Linked DNA regions of Mus musculus: region 1 is linked to region 2. Evidence: chromatin contacts called from public Hi-C data. All regions are on one chromosome and are shown on one strand. Each heading gives the region's core, a stretch centred on a gene start, on an enhancer-like site or on the middle of the called end of the contact. The rest is flanking DNA. Distances are from core to core; before and after follow the strand shown.

The links. Hi-C and Micro-C count contacts between places; a contact is called where the count stands out from the background.
Region 1: a Hi-C map of stem cell-derived motor neurons shows a contact between it and region 2, with 4 times the contacts expected there. The contact joins two enhancer-like sites. A contact is called at or near these places in 7 of 484 Hi-C or Micro-C datasets (the Ba/F3 cell line, LSK cells, the N1E-115 cell line and 4 more), 4 of 115 datasets of contacts at active chromatin or transcription factors (embryonic stem cells and neural progenitor cells) and 3 of 9 other capture datasets (adipose tissue, liver and pancreatic islet).

The regions. Positions count from the first base shown.
Region 1 is chr17:30,745,463-30,748,248 of GRCm38.p6, forward strand. It overlaps Dnah8 (dynein, axonemal, heavy chain 8), which reads left to right. Exons shown (of 93, transcript NM_013811.3): 50 at 1,296-1,542; 51 at 1,685-1,926; 52 at 2,385-2,525. Among named protein-coding and RNA genes, the nearest start is that of Gm24661, 35 kb to the right of the region's middle. Within about 2 kb of position 1,354, at least 10 of the 459 cell types and tissues checked have an H3K27ac peak or open chromatin away from gene starts, as enhancers often do. A contact at or near this core is called in stem cell-derived motor neurons, where this site is marked.
Region 2 is chr17:30,588,894-30,591,934 of GRCm38.p6, forward strand. No RefSeq gene overlaps it. Among named protein-coding and RNA genes, the nearest start is that of Btbd9, 14 kb to the left of the region's middle. Within about 2 kb of position 1,763, at least 43 of the 459 cell types and tissues checked have an H3K27ac peak or open chromatin away from gene starts, as enhancers often do. A contact at or near this core is called in stem cell-derived motor neurons, where this site is marked.

The DNA of each region.
Region 1 (2,786 bases), core at 104-2,603, 160 kb after region 2:
CTTATTCTTCCTGCCTCTCTTAGGGCTCAGGCATGTATGCCCTCCTCAGAGTTCCCAGAATGAAACTATCTGCAGCTGGCAAAAACCATGCCACTGCCCTTGCCCCGATCCGAGGACGAGACAATCATAGTTAACAGCTGTAGACAGATTGAAGCAGGCCCATACCCCACACCTGGGACTAAAACAAAAACATTTACACATAAGGTCACTGGGTGGTTAAAGAAACCAAAACTCTCCCTACAAGTGTGTGTGTGTGTGTGTGTGTGTGTGTGTGTGTGTGTGTGTGTGTGCATGGATGTGCATATGTGTGAGTGTGAACATGTGTTATGGCTCAACTACATTAGATCTTTAGCCCAGGCTGGCCTAGAACTTCCTATATAGTCGAGGATGGCCCTGACCTGTTGACTGCCCCCCCCCCCTGCTTTTGTCTCTGGAGTGCTGGGATTATAGGAGTGTGCCCCCTTACACGGTGCATCAGAAGCCGAGGGCATCACGTACTCTAGGCAAGCCCCTCCTGATTGAGCTATTTCCACAGCCCACTCCCTGCTGTGTTCTTAGTATGCCTCCTTAAATCCTCTCTCCCACTCCCACGTACCCATGTATGCTTCTTGTTCTCGGAGCAAACGGAAGACTGAAGGCACTTTGTGTGTGGGCGCAGGGGCAGGCATTTCCCGAGCACTTATTGCTCCCAAGTACTATCCCCTCAAGGAAGGATGGCTGGGCGAGGGGATAGGAAGGCCAGGTTCCTCTGCTTCTAGGTGGAGAGTCCCTGGTGGGGTCATGCTTGTCTGCCTGCTGCAGCTGTCCTCCGTTGCACCTTACCCCAGTCTTCCCATCCCTGGGACTGTAATATCCACACCCTTCTTTGTATCTTCCGAGGGCTCTCCCCAAGTAAATCACTTCCACATGCAAAAATCTTTATTCAAGCTGTGCCTCTGGAGACCCAGAGGCAGGCTCAGGGGCACCCTAGATCTTTACCGAGATGCTGTGCGCTGCTGCTTTCCACCACTGGGGGGCGACATCACCACACAGCACACGCACCCACCCACCCATGTCACATGAGGCAGAAAGCAGATCCTGAATTAATTATTTGCAAAATGTAATTCAAGCCCCACGACATCATTACTTTATCACCTATGTTGTTTTTCAACGCCACACTAGTTTTGCTTCCCAAATCCAGTGAAACAAAGGACACTTAGATATTATTTAAAGCCTTTAAAATTTCAGCTAGCACGCAGAAACATCAGCCGGAGACTAATAACCTACGTTTCCCAATGTGTCATTTGATGGTGTAGTTATATGAGACCTCTCTGGTACGGCATGGCCTGATGACCCTCGGGCCCAGCGGTTCTGGGAAGACGACGGTCATAACAATTCTGATGAAATCATTAACGGAGTGTGGGAGGCCTCACAGAGAGATGCGAATGAATCCAAAGGCGATTACCGCGCCTCAGATGTTCGGCAGGCTGGATACAGCCACCAACGACTGGACAGATGGGATCTTTTCCACTCTGTGGAGGAAGACATTAAAAGCTAAAAAGGGTAGGCACGGGCCTCCCTCCGAGTTCACTCTTTCCCTGCGAGCTTATTAGAACGGACCTTGCATTTGCTCAGTTTCCCGTTTTCATTAGTTGCAGAAGGAAAAACCGATCTATCTTCCCCTACTTCCCGTCCTCATTTGCAGGTGAGAACATCTTCCTCATCCTAGACGGCCCCGTGGATGCCATCTGGATTGAGAACTTAAACTCCGTGTTGGACGATAACAAGACGCTCACCCTGGCTAACGGGGACCGCATCCCCATGGCCCCTACCTGTAAGCTGCTGTTTGAGGTGCACAACATTGAGAACGCCTCTCCTGCCACGGTGTCAAGGATGGGCATGGTATACATCAGCAGCTCGGCTCTCAGCTGGAGGCCGATATTACAGGTGGGGACCGGAAACAGGCCAGGGTCTACAGGTCTCTGCTCTTCTCATTTTTGCTTACGTGTGTACACGCGTGTGCAGATAGCCCAGTGTACGGGTACATGGGGATGCCATTGGATAACCTTGGGTGTTTTTCTTTAAGCCACCTTACCATCCACACTTCTTTTACTTTGTCTATAGTGTCTCTCAATGGCCTGGAACCTGTCAAGGAGGCTAGGCTGACTACCCAGGGGGTCCCAAGGACCTGCTTGTCCCCTCCCCCTCCCCAAACCCCATCGCTGGTATCATGAGCACATGCCAGCATATCCGGCTTTTTTTTTTTTTTTTTTTTTTTTTTGATGTGAGTTCGGGGAATCAACCCCACGTCTCCGAGCTCGCAAGACAAGCAAGCACTTGATCTACAGAGTCGCACTGGCAGCTCTACACTTTCCTAGTGCTTAGATGTTGTCCTTTGACCTCAGGCATGGTTGAAGAAGCGCAGCCAGCAGGAAGCCTCCGTCTTCCTGAGTCTGTATGATAAGGTGTTTGAAGACGCATACACGTACATGAAACTAAGCCTCAACCCCAAGATGCAGCTCCTGGAGTGTAATTACATCATGCAGGTGAGACTCCGCTCTGCTTTGTACCCACCCTTCTGAAAACACCTGAAGCTTTCCGCTCGGCTGCCTCACGGGGCACCTAGTATAGGAAGTCCTACAGCCTAGGAGCTCTTTTTAAGTGGCTTGGGGGGTGAGGGCTCTGAGATTTGAATCCCTAGAGAAAGAGGGATGAATCCGCACACTAGTAATCTAACTTTGGAGCCAGGAGCCACAGAGGAGGCCTTTTAGTTTTTAGATGGGGAAAGCAGACCCAGCCACAGGAGC
Region 2 (3,041 bases), core at 513-3,012:
TTGCTCGCTACCATCCTGTCCGTTCTTCTTCTGAAGATCATAATTTTTCTCAACACTGCGACCGTGTTGTATCCCCAGCCTTGTTCTACACAGACATTTAATATGATTTTGTGCCCCCAATCATGCTCTGAACACTCCATTAAATCTTTATATTGTTACATGACACGATGCCGAAAACATTAACTCACCTCCTTGCATGTCTTGTTAACTCACGGCCCATATCCATTCAAGCAGCTAGACCATGGGCCCCGCAGTGCCAGGCAGGAACCTTGAAGCTTTGGCCTGGGAGGGGGGTCAGGAAGGACAGCCCTGAAGATCAACGGGTCCCTAGGTAGAGACTTTCTATTCCTGTAGCTAACCGAGAAAAGGGAGAAATCACAGCCCTGAGATGTAGGCCGTCTGTCGATCTGGAGGGGCAGAGGCTTGCTTGTCTTTGGCTTCTGGACACAGCTTGAGGAAGTTAGCAGTACACTTGGGGAGTTAGGGCTGGGAGGGGTGTGCCTAGGAGACTATAGTTTTAAAATACAAAATGAACATTAGCCAAAAAAGAAAAGAAAAAGAACACTGCTTCAGAGTGAACAGTGGGCAGTGGATGAGAAAGCGCTGACTTTCATGACTGTTTTCTACCTAACCTGTTTCAGCTTTGTTTGTTTGTTTTGTTTTGTTTTGTCTAGACAGGGTTTCTCTGTGTAGCCCTGGCTGTCCTGGAACTCACTCTGTAGACCAGGCTGGCCTCAAACTCAGAAATCCACCTGCCTCTGCCTCCCAATTGCTGGGATTAAAGGCGTTCGCCACCACCGCCCGGCTTCCCTTTTTTTTTTTCCTACTGTAAAAAAGTAATGCAAGCAACAAGCCACATTTAATTTAGAAATTAAAACCACTGAATATTTTCTAGGATGTAGAAAGCCACAGCATTAGCCAAATAAATAAAGCATTTGAAAGCCTTTAAACTCTTAAAGACTATTGTAAATCTAATGTGCTTTAAAATACACACACACACATATATATATGTATATTTTTTAGAATTATGTTTACCCTGTGTGTGTATGTGTGTTTGTGAGTATAGAGCCCAGAAAAAGATGCCAAATCTAAAAAGGTTGATGTGAGCCACCCAACATGGGTGCTGGAAACTCAACTCAGCCACTGCTCTTAGCCCTGTCTTCAGCCATAATGTGTATTTTGATGACATTTATGAGGTACCTATTTTATTACAGCTCTAAAAGTCCTGGGTATTAGCATTTTAAAAATATTCTGGGGCTGGAGAGATGGCTCAGTGGGTAAGAGCACTGACTGCTCTTCCAAAGGTCATGAGTTCAAATCCCAGCAACCACATGGTGGCTCACAACCATCCATAATGAGATCTGATGCCCTCTTCTGGGATGTCTGAAAACAGCTACAGTGTACTTACATATAGTAAATAAATAAATCCTTTTAAAAAATATTCTGTAATATGCTAACATCAGTAGGTCTCATTTGGGGGGTGCGGTTTGAGAAAGGATTTATCTATGTAGCCCTTGGCTGTCCTGGAACTTGCTCTGTAGACCATGCTGACCTCCATCTGCCTGCCTCTTCTCCCTGCTCCCTGTCCCCCGTCCCCAACCCCCGAGCACCGGGATTGGAGGACATGCACCCCCACCACCTGGACAGTAGGCCTCAGATTTATGCACTTGCTGTAATTTCTCTTAACTATTGACTGGATTGAGCTGAGTCATCACCATTGAAGAGAAGCCTGCTTAAGCACAGCTAACTGTCACTAGCTGGCTATTCTGTGTCGTCCGGGTTACTGTTTCCTTGGTGTTACTGCTCAACTGTCCGTTACTAACGTGTTCCATTAGTTGCCTCGAAATTCTAAGTATGCAATTTAGCAAAACACTACATAAAACACTGTATAGAAGGGCTCCCGAAGACAAATGGCTCAGGTATGTAGCTGCTGATCAGAGGTGGAAAATCCCCGCTGTCCGTTGCCGGAAACTATCGAAGTGAAGACTCTGCCCATTCATTCCCTTGGAAACGCTATCAGGACCCATTCCTCTTTGAAGAAACTAGAATCAGAAATCTTAAGAAAGACCAGTGGTTTCAGCGGAGCAGTACTGACCCCTAGGGGTCATTCTGGAAATGTGTGGGGGCCCGTTTTCAGTTGGTTTGACAAGTGGTATTTAGTGGAGGAGGATGTTGGTTGGTGTGATGTCATTCAAGTTGGCATTTAGTCTAGGCTCCGCCCACAGTTACCTGGCAACAGCCAGGTGTGCCTGACTCACACCCCCTCCTCTCTTGCTCCCTTCCCCTTCCCCTCTCTTCTCATTCCCCTTCCCCCTCTCTCCACGTGCTCATGGCCAGCCTCATGACTCCTCAGTTTGGAGTTTCACATAGTTTATTTTCCTCTGAAGAGAACAGTGTAGAAAAGGAGGTGGCCGGAGATTAAGTTTACAGGAGAGAAGTTGACAAGCATAACCTCAGTAGGCTATGAGTTATGTTAGTGATCTTGCTGGATACAGTGGCCTCGGGATGAGAGCATTTCACCTGCATTTCAACTCCCACTTAAAGAAACAAAACCTCATTTCAGCATGTCACCACACAAAGTCAGAGCCCCCCCCCCACTGGGAAATGGTAAATAAGTAACATCACATAAAACTGTTGGTCTTCCAGAACGTAAGGAGATCAATTTGGCTGCAGAGCCTTGGAAAACACTTTCAGCCCTTAGACAAGTGAGGAATCCCAGGTTACTTCCTTTCAATGGCCGTTTTTAGTGGACACACAGCACTGACTGGCCTTAGCCATCTTTGATCATATATGTGTCAAGTGACGGGATGAACAAGCTGTAGGTATCAGGACTTCTTGCAGGCCAACTCTGCAGTGCATGCCCTTGGGCCTTCCCATGCTTCTAACAGCATCTTGAGAACAAAGGTCCCTCCACAACCAAGTTGTCAAGGTCTGTGTACTATGCTATGGGACAACTCTGGGGTCCTTCGAAATTCCTCTGACTAGGCCCACTCCCCAAAATGGTACTTGGAAATGAGCTCCTACAAGGCAAATTACTTAGG